Linked DNA regions of Mus musculus: region 1 is linked to region 2. Evidence: chromatin contacts called from public Hi-C data. All regions are on one chromosome and are shown on one strand. Each heading gives the region's core, a stretch centred on a gene start, on an enhancer-like site or on the middle of the called end of the contact. The rest is flanking DNA. Distances are from core to core; before and after follow the strand shown. Region 1 holds the start of Sgtb (small glutamine-rich tetratricopeptide repeat (TPR)-containing, beta). Region 2 holds the start of Bdp1 (B double prime 1, subunit of RNA polymerase III transcription initiation factor IIIB).

Region 1 (4,645 bases), core at 1,108-3,607, 4.0 Mb after region 2:
GGTAACCCTGAGGAATGTAACATTAGACAGTATGTAATAAAATAGGTCAACATCAGAAAAACTCCATAGCACAGCCACTTATTCCCAAATGAACTGTGACTGGAGTTTCAAAATTATGCAGAGTACCCTCCCAATTTAAAGATACACCAAGTGAACTTAGCATAGCAGCATAAGTAGAGTCAGTGGTACACGCCCCGAACTCTACTCTGCAGCTCACCCTTAAAAAACCAAGCACTGACCATGGTTACTTTAGAAAGCTATTAAAATATTCTTCTCTTGGGCTGGAGAGATGGCTCAGTGGTTAAGAGCACTCACTGCTCTTCCAGAGGTCCTGAGTTCAATTCCCAGCAACCACATGATGGTTCACAACCATCTGTAGCGGGATCTGATGCCCTCTTCTGGTGTGTCTGAAGACAGCTACAGTATACTCATATAAATAAAATAAATAAAGCTTAAAAAAATTCTTCTCTTTCTACCTATATATGAATGTGAAGTAAGGTTTTCCTTCTTAAATCAAAATAAAATGGAGAAACAGCTTAAATGTACAGGTATGTGTAGTAATCAAGCCATTTTGTATTAAGTCACTCCAGCATCCACTGACAAGATAAATGGAAAAATACGCATATATTTATTACTACTTGATAAACATTAATCTTTATGAATGTCCCAGTTTTTTTTTTAAAGATTTATTTATTTATTATTATATGTAAGTACACTGTAGCTGTCCTCAGACACTCCAGAAGAGGGAGTCAGATCTCGTTAAGGATGGTTGTGAGCCACCATGTGGTTGCTGGGATTTGAACTCTGGACCTTCGGAAGAGCAGTCGGGTGCTCTTACCCACTGAGCCATCTCTCCAGCCCGAATGTCCCAGTTTTAATTGTATATGGTTAACTATCGGTAGATATAATCGACAACAACAAAATTAATGTTCCTAGGTTTTCAGCAATTTTTAAAGGTAAAGGGGTCTTAATATTAAAAAGTTAGAAAAGAGAGCTAGCAGCGTTATAATGGAAATTTATTCTCTCTTCTTGCTTTCCATTAAATGGAAAAAAGAACTTCATTTGACAGCTTTACCACTTCCAGCCTGGAGACCAGAAAACAACAAACCTTGCTCAAATAATGGTCACAGTCATCAGGTGAACTCTGAAGAATCACTATTGTCCCCTGGGTGCACAAGGGCTAAGGAACACAGTGATCCACGCAGATGAGTGGCAAAGCACAATAGAAAATGACGAAAAGCAGAAATGCTGATGGTTGAAATAGTTGTGTGCACATCTACAAACCCCACAAAGTTCTTTTTTCCCCGTTGAACTTTCACATGAAATTTCAGTGTAAGGCAGATTTGGCAATGGGAGGTGGTGGCGGCTTTGTTCCCGAAAACCCGGCATATCCGTGCAAAGAATTTAATTCTCTCACCATTTTGCTACTGGTCTGTTGCAGAGGGGTGTGGTTAGAGCGCTAGGAAGCAATTCAAACCGTGTCCAAGCAACAATTCTGGACCAAGTCAATTTGCCAGGTTAAGAGATCGAATGTTTTAAGGAAGGAGGGATATAAAAATGAAGTTAGAAAGCAAGGACGGAAATAAGTATGAAAACCAAAGCGGTCTCGGGTGTATATTAAACGCCTGGACCGCTAACAAGTGCATGAGGTGCGTACGAAAATGCTTGCTTTCTGGAGTCCACAGCTGCGGCACTCTCTGTATCAGGTCCGCAGGTCTGAAGGGCGCGTCGGTCTATCCTTCCGTATTTATTTTGGGTTGGGTCTGTGAACCCAACAATTCTCACAGACTGCGGCTGAAGCAATCCCAAACAAAGGGGAAAGGACGGCCTCCTGGGGGAAGCGGCAAGGGAAAGGTGGCCCCAGGTTGCTGCACCAGGTGTCCCTACAGAGTCCATCAAGCAGGCAGAGGGAAAGAACAGTCCCAGAGGCATCCTGGGTGGGTGTAGTAGGGCTGCACCAGGCCCCACGGCTGTCGTCGACAGACGACCCCACCCTTGCCCACGGTCAAGGTTAACCCGCCCACTAGAGTACCTGTGGAGGCCTCGCAGAGCCGAAAGGCACAGGGTGATCATGGGCAGGCCGGGAGGCCGGCAGCAGCTGGCGCGTGGTCCTCCGGCTTGGTAGGTGCAGGAGGCGGGCGGTGGAGTCTGCGAGCCCGGAAGCCGAGAGCGGGCAGAGCGGAGCAGACCAGATCTCGAGACTGAGGCCGCTAGCCAGCGCCCTCCCACGTGCTGCAGGCCCACGCCTACGCCGTGGCCCCGCCCCTAGCCCCGCCCCGCATCCGGCTCCGTCCCCGCCCCGAGTCCATCGCCCCGCCCCTCTCTCTGCCCCGCCTCCACCCCACCCCTCCGTGCCCTGCTCCGCCCCTGGGGCGGATCCAGCAAGCACTGTCGTCCGAGAGCCTTGCGAGCAGCCGGGTGGGCTGAGGGGGCGGCGGCGGCGGCAGCATTGGAGCGGGGGAAGTTTGGGAGCCGTGGCCCCCTCTGCGATCCAGAACACCGCTCAAGCCCCGAGGACCGCGGGGACAGGCGGACCCGCTTCCCGACGCCCCCGGGCCCGCAGCCGTCATCTCGTGTCCTCTCGTGGTAAGGGGCTTCTCTCTGGAAAGGGTGCGTCTCCCGCAGCCCCAGATGGAGGCCTGCACCGCGCACCCCCTGCAAACACTGTCTGGGCTGAGGCAAAGCCGGGGTACAACGGGGAGGGAACCATGGGGGTGGGAGGTGGATGTGATTGGAGATGTAGGAGGGGAAGCTTGGAGGAGGTTGGACAGCTCTCCCCACCCCCATTCTGTTTCCCTCTTCTGCCCCGGGTCCTTAGTCAGAGAGTGAAATAACCTCTCTGGCCTAGGGAGTAGATTCGCCTTTAAAAGAAGTACAAAGCTAATAAACATCCTAGAAGCGGGTACCACACCCTGGCTGTGAATTAGGGATCCCGGGGAGCAGATTGCTGATACGATTTAGTGGAAATAAGCCATTAATGCCACCTGGCCCTGCGCCACTGTTTGGATGCATAGTATTCCATGTGAATGAACGCGGCCAGGAGCTTCCAGCTTGTCCACGAGAGCACAGCTACTGCAGGCAGGGGCAGATCGGTTTGTACTATCTATCGGGTTAGACGGTGATTTCTGACCAGTGTACTGATTAAATAGAAACGCCGGGTTTTAACAATAACACTCAATGGTTGAATAACCTTTCCACAGAGCCTTGTCGTCAGCAAGTGACTCTTAACCTACAAAAGTAGTAGAGTATAAATGATTAATACATTAAAAAAAATCTCTTGGAATAAAGGAAGATGCTCTCACTATGGCTCACATTCTGAGTCAGCAGTACGAGATCTCCCTCAACTTAGAAGCGAGGCCTTTCAAGGGTGATTCTCCATATGTCTGCACTCCTATACTTTCTTGTATCTGTATCATATATGCTGTTAAGACACGGTGAGCTCTAGGCGTTGCTACACATGTTTTGAAAATCTGTCTTTGTTATTTTTATTTTTTTACTGATGCAAGCTTTAACATAGTTGAATAGTGCTGGGTCTGAATGAGCATGTGGAATACATGACTATAACCACTTGTGCTTTCTGGACCCTTTAAAGAGAGAAAAGTAATCAAGGTAATGAATATTTTTGCTTTTATTGCTTTGAACTTGGTGGATGACCCTTGTTATTTTCTTCTTCTTTTTTAATCAAGGAGATATTTAAGCGTCTAAAATGTCATCTGTGAAGCCCCTAGTTTATGCAGTTATTCGTTTCTTGCGGGAACAAAGTCAGATGGATGCATATACTTCTGATGAACAAGAAAGTTTGGAAGGTAGGCACCTATTGTTTGTGTCCTAATTTTGTAAAGAAATACTAAAATAGCTACAATCCAAAGCTTATGGTTTTTAATAACAAAATCAGAATATTTTGTTGAGAGGCTTAACTAGATATGTTATTTCCATTTTTTGAGGTTTGTTTTAACTAATAGGAAATAGGACTATTTGTCTACTGAAAAATTACTGTCAGAAGTATGTCATTCATATTTTAGGGAAGTTTTTCATCATGGGAACATTATCCCCAATGAACAGACTAGGAAATTAGATTGTTTAAGCAGCAGAACGGCTACCATGTAACAAAGCTGATGTTTACATTCAAATCTATACTTCAAAGATTTCCCCCTATTTTCCTAATAGCAAAGAATCTCATTCTGAACATACGAAAATACCTTAGTCATGGCAATAGCACCGTGTTAAAAACAAAACAACTCAGTAATTAATTAGTACTGTTACCGAACTCTAGCAAACGGTGCTTTGGAGGATGAGAGAATTTCGCCCTTGTTTTCCGTGAGCTTTAAATCTTGGATTCAGTAAAGCTAAGCAGGACTGGAGGAGCACCATGGCATTTCCTTGACGCCATCACTTCATGTTTATGCATTATAAAATTTTAACTCGGTATAGCCATAAGAAGGCAAAACGATATAGACAGGCTGGTGAAAGTTCAGTGAGCCTAGCTTCCTTGTGGTCTGCAGACTTAATTATCACAATGGGAGCACACTGGGGAGAGCTTAATAAATAGCAGGCAGGTTGGAATTCCCTTCTCCGAGCTGCCTCTCCTATAGAGGGGATCATCTATTAATTCTGTATACTTCCTTTGTCGACATGCTTTAAGTTA
Region 2 (4,788 bases), core at 183-2,682:
CTATGCAAACATAAATTGTACCATCTCCCTGTCACTTAATGTGATTACTTACTGGCTTTTTCCTCTGTATATTATAAAACACTACAGTCACCATATTAACCCGTCACATATTTAATTTGTACCATCACCTTTCTCCACTGTTTTGTTTTTTGAGACGGGTTCTCACTATGGGGCTGACTGTCCTAAAGCAGGGTGGCCTCTGCCTCCCTATTGCTAGGACTAAAGTTGTGACACCATACTCGGTCTCATCACCTTTTTTTGAAAGTAATCAAATTTTTTTTTTTAGTAAATTTGGGGGAACTATTCTACCATGTGGCATGTAAGGCAGTTTATGTAATCCTATCTGATCTCACAATATTGTCCTAAAGGAGGTACTAACTTGACACCAGGAACAAATTTTCTCTGAGAACAACCTACTTAAACTTGCTAAGCTAAGTAGGAGCGTCCTAAATTCAAATGTGGTATTTGTCACTAAAGCCAGGCGTCTTGATTCAGGAAACGTAGTTACAATAAAGAAGTATGCACTCGAACCAAAATAAGTAACCTAAGCCTCTTCCCTTTGACTCAGGGGCAGGGCGTTTACCTAACACTCCATGAGGCCTTGGGTTCAACCGCATCACCGCGTGGAGGGAGGAAAAAAAATCAGCACTGGTGCTCTCCTTTCAAAAATAAATATCCACAAAATGAAAATCCCAAAGTGCTTTCAGTGTAAAGTACTCCAGGACAATTAATTAAATTTCCAAGTGATGGTGCGTCTACATTCTTGACTTCAAAATCCTTAAGCCTGGATTCCCATCTCTGTAAGATAAGGCAAGACACTGTCTCCTCGGGAATCTTAAGATCGTGACAGAGTCATAGTAGTCGCACCCTCAGATCACGGAATAAAACTACAACTAGAAGTGGTTTCATCCAGCTCAAATCAAAAGCTTGTTGCAGGAGAGGTGCTCCGTGGTAAAAATCCAACAGCTCAGCTTGATAGAAGACCTTACCTGCTCCCGGGAGCCTGTTCCTGGGGTTCTGCTCCCCCGGAATCCACTGCAGGCACATCTGTGGGCTCCGCTGGCTTCGGAGCTGACTCGGTGGCAGGCTCCGGAGGCCTGGGAGCCTCTGGTCCACGCTGGGGATTGGGAGCGGCGGAGCCCCTGGTCCCTACACCAGGCCTGACATTTGGCTTCACGCTAAGGCGTGCCCTGCGGAACATGGCGGAGCCAGGGGGCCGAGAGCGGCGGCTCCGCGGCCGCGCTCAGCCCAGAGCCCCGGCCGCTGCCCGCAGGCTGACACTCTCACCCTCCCACACGTCCACAACCACCAGTCCAGCGCTGGCTACCGCAGTTTTGCGCCCCCTCCGCCTCCTCCGCTCTCCCGCCACCGCCTCCTCTTCATGACCCTGCCACACTAAAAGCTAAGTTTCTCCTCCCCGCGTCCCGGCTCGCGAAAGGCGCCGGAAGCAATGCGTAATCATTCGGCGCCGACGATGACGTCAGACTCCGGGCGCCGGGAGCCATAGCAACTGCAACGCTCTGTAGCTTCGGTTACCTGTAAACCAGAGATTTTTTTTTTTTTTTTTTTTTTTGATTCGAAGACAGATATTCTTTCCTTTGTAAGACCTTGGGAGTTGTTGAAAAGAGAGAGCGGAAGCAGCTGAATCCTCCAGGTCAAACTTTTTTTTTTTTTTTTTTGGGGGGGGGGCCGTTTCGAGACAGGGTTTCTCTGTGTAGCCCTGGCTGTCCTGGAACTCACTCTGTCGACCAGGCTGGCCTCGAACTCAGAAATCTGCCTACCTCTGCCTCCCAAGTGCTGGGATTAAAAGCGTGCGCCACCCCTGCCTGCCCGGCTCAAACTTTTAATTTCTCGCCAGTGGTGCTAGGGTTTGAACCCAGGATCCCTCACAAACCCTGCATTCTCGGCATGCACACTGCCATGGAACGTCCATCCCCAACCTACTTAACTGAATCTTTTATGAACTATTAAGGAGTTTTCGAGAAGAGTCAAAGTGTGCAAGAATGCAGAGCATGGTGGTGCGTGCCTGCAATCCCAGCACTGGAGAAACCGAAATAAAGAGGTCACAAGTTCCGAGCCCTGGACTATCTGACAAGACTTACCTCAAAATTACAATAAGATAAAATAGTATGAGAGTAGTGCCTTAGCACCAGTGCATCCCCAGAGCATAGAACCTGTTTGTTTTAGGGTTTTTGAGACAGGGCCTCTTATAGCTAAGGCTGCCCTTCAACTCTTGATCCTCCTGCCTGCACGGGCTCAATGTTGAGATTACAGGTATGTATAGGCTACCATACCCTGCTAGGAAAAAAAAAAGTTTTAACTATGAGTATGGAGAGAGCGAGTTTGCGGGAGACTGAAAAGTTACAGGTAGTTATCAGACTCCTGATGCTGGTGCTGGGAACCAAAACTAGGACCTACTGGAAGAGCAGGAAATGGATCTACTGAGCCATCTGTCCAACCCCCAACCTCCGCCAAGAAATTTTTAATTGAGTAAAAAAAAAGGTTGAAATTCTGTGTGAGGAAATCGCAAAGAGAAGCCATGAAACACTTCACAGGACATCCACTATATGGGCTTTTGTACACTTTAAAATAAAAACTGTCAAAAATGATTATACTCCACATTTTGCACACGAATGTTGCAAAATTTATTGCTTCCAGAGATATCAACGGAGCAATAAATAAGACATTGTATGTTACAGAGGAGAAAATACAAAATAAATGAACAAGATCAACAAGAATATATTAAATATGATGAGATTTCAAGGGTGATGGAAGAGTCCTGCGGTACTGGCAGTAGGGCAACTTGACAAGGAAAATAGGTATCAGATTGCAAACCAGCCTCTGCTACATGAAACCTTTTCAGAAGAGAGAGAGAGAGAGAGAGAGAGAGAGAGAGAGAGAGAGAGAGAGAGAACAAACACAGGAAACCTGAAGAAGGTGGGAGTGCAGTTTAGTACTGAGCATCAAATAGATGTAGATGCTCACGACATCTCAAAATGCCAGGAGTAATAATAGCACATGCTTGTAATTTCATCACTCCAGAGGCCAAGGCTGAGACAGGGGAACTACATGAGTTTGAAAACAGCCTGTTCTAAATAGCTAGTTCCAAGCCAGCTAAAGTTACAGATCAAGACTTCATTAATAAATAAGTATTTGAGAAATAATACCATGCTAAAGATACCTCAAAGAATCTTGTAGTCACTGCTGGGACATACAGCTTTCTACAGCAAGCTCTTATGCAAGGCCTTTTCATAATCCTGTGTTCTACCTAAAAATCCAAGATGTCACAACTTTGTAGATAAGGAAATCAAAATGATTAAGATTTAATTCCCTACTCGTAAAGGCATAAAGCAAAAAATTTATTTTATGAACATTTTATTGTGTTTTATAGATGTATTTATTTTTATATGTATGAGTAAGTTTACATGCATGCATGTGCACCATGCACGTGCCTGGCAGTGGGGGCCTTAGGACGATGAGAAGACAGCATCAGATTCCCCTGTACTGATGTTATAGATGGTTGTGAGCCACTCTGTAGGTGCTGAATAACAATTGCTCCTTACTGCTGAGTCATCTCTCCAGCTCTTGCAACAAAGTAACTTTTACTTTTACTTAAATACATCACAAGACAGGTGTTACACAAGTTTGTGAAGTAAGTTGTTAGTGTCACCAGTAATTTTAAAATTCTACAATTTGGAGGCTGGTGACATGGTTCAGCAGTTAAGCACTTGCATTCCATCATGAGGACCAGAATTTGCATCCCAGTGACCATGGCAGCTAGTTCACAAATGCCTCTCAGTCCAGCTCCAGGGGAGCCAACACACACACACACACACACACACACACTAAAAAAAAAAAAAACCCAAGCAAACAATAGTCTAGTTTTCTCCAGCGTTTGCCATGTCCTTCAGGATCTCTGAAGACAGAGTCAAGATCTCATTAAGCAGCCTTGGCTGTCCTGGAACTCTGCTTGGTGTGTAGACTAGGAATTCACCAAGACCTATCTGCCTCTTCCTCTGAAATGAAAGGCACACTCCTGGTCCTCTGGCAGAAACTCTCAATGTACTCTGTGTGCATGGTGTACATCCTTGTAACTTGAGAACTCAGAAAACATAATTTCAGATATACATTCAGTCAAAACACCTATACATATAAAATAGATTTTATACATATATTTTTTTATTTTCAATTGAAGATTATATTATCTTATACCCAATGTTCCCAAAATTTGACTAGAAAAAATATAGAAATTTTCAGTAATTTCAGCAAAGTGTTATGATACATAATTGACTTACAAAGTTTACCAGTCTTAATACATATGAGTAACAAGCATGCTGAGAAAGAGATCATGGCACGCTCCTCTTCCCAGTCTCTCAAATAAAATAAAATATTTAGAATATACATAACAAAAGAGTTTTAAAAAAAACCCTCTACAATGAAAACTTTAAATGTGTGAAGAAAGAGTTTAAGAAACATACTCGAATTTGAAGACCTCCCAAGTGTATACCTTGGTAGAATTAATATTTTGAAAAAAAGACCTTTCTACCAAAACAACTTACAGATTCAATGAAATCACAATCAACATCCTCATCACATTCTTCACATAAGTAGGAAGAAAATTCTCTATTTGATATGGAACAACAAAAGACCCAGAATAGCCAATTAGTCATAGATAAGTGTTTGTTTCTATGCGTTCTGCCCGTTTTAAGTGCTAAGTGCATCTGTCTATGACCCCAACTTTTATACATCCGTTTCCATTAGGACTGCACTTTCAGTCCAGACATTCCG

What was found. A called contact is a pair of places that touch in the nucleus more often than the background predicts.
Region 1: a contact with region 2 is called in a Hi-C map of B cells, with 5 read pairs. The contact joins the promoter of Sgtb here to the promoter of Bdp1 in region 2. A contact is called at or near these places in 2 of 484 Hi-C or Micro-C datasets (B cells and muscle stem cells).

Annotation. Positions count from the first base shown.
Region 1 is chr13:104,107,384-104,112,028 of GRCm38.p6, forward strand. Sgtb (small glutamine-rich tetratricopeptide repeat (TPR)-containing, beta) reads left to right here and starts at 2,358. Exons shown (of 11, transcript NM_144838.2): 1 at 2,358-2,586; 2 at 3,687-3,806. The coding sequence starts at 3,707. It overlaps Nln (neurolysin (metallopeptidase M3 family)), which reads right to left and starts at 2,231. Exons shown (of 13, transcript NM_029447.2): 1 at 2,033-2,231. The coding sequence starts at 2,073.
Region 2 is chr13:100,102,638-100,107,425 of GRCm38.p6, forward strand. Bdp1 (B double prime 1, subunit of RNA polymerase III transcription initiation factor IIIB) reads right to left here and starts at 1,433. Exons shown (of 39, transcript NM_001081061.1): 1 at 990-1,433. The coding sequence starts at 1,201.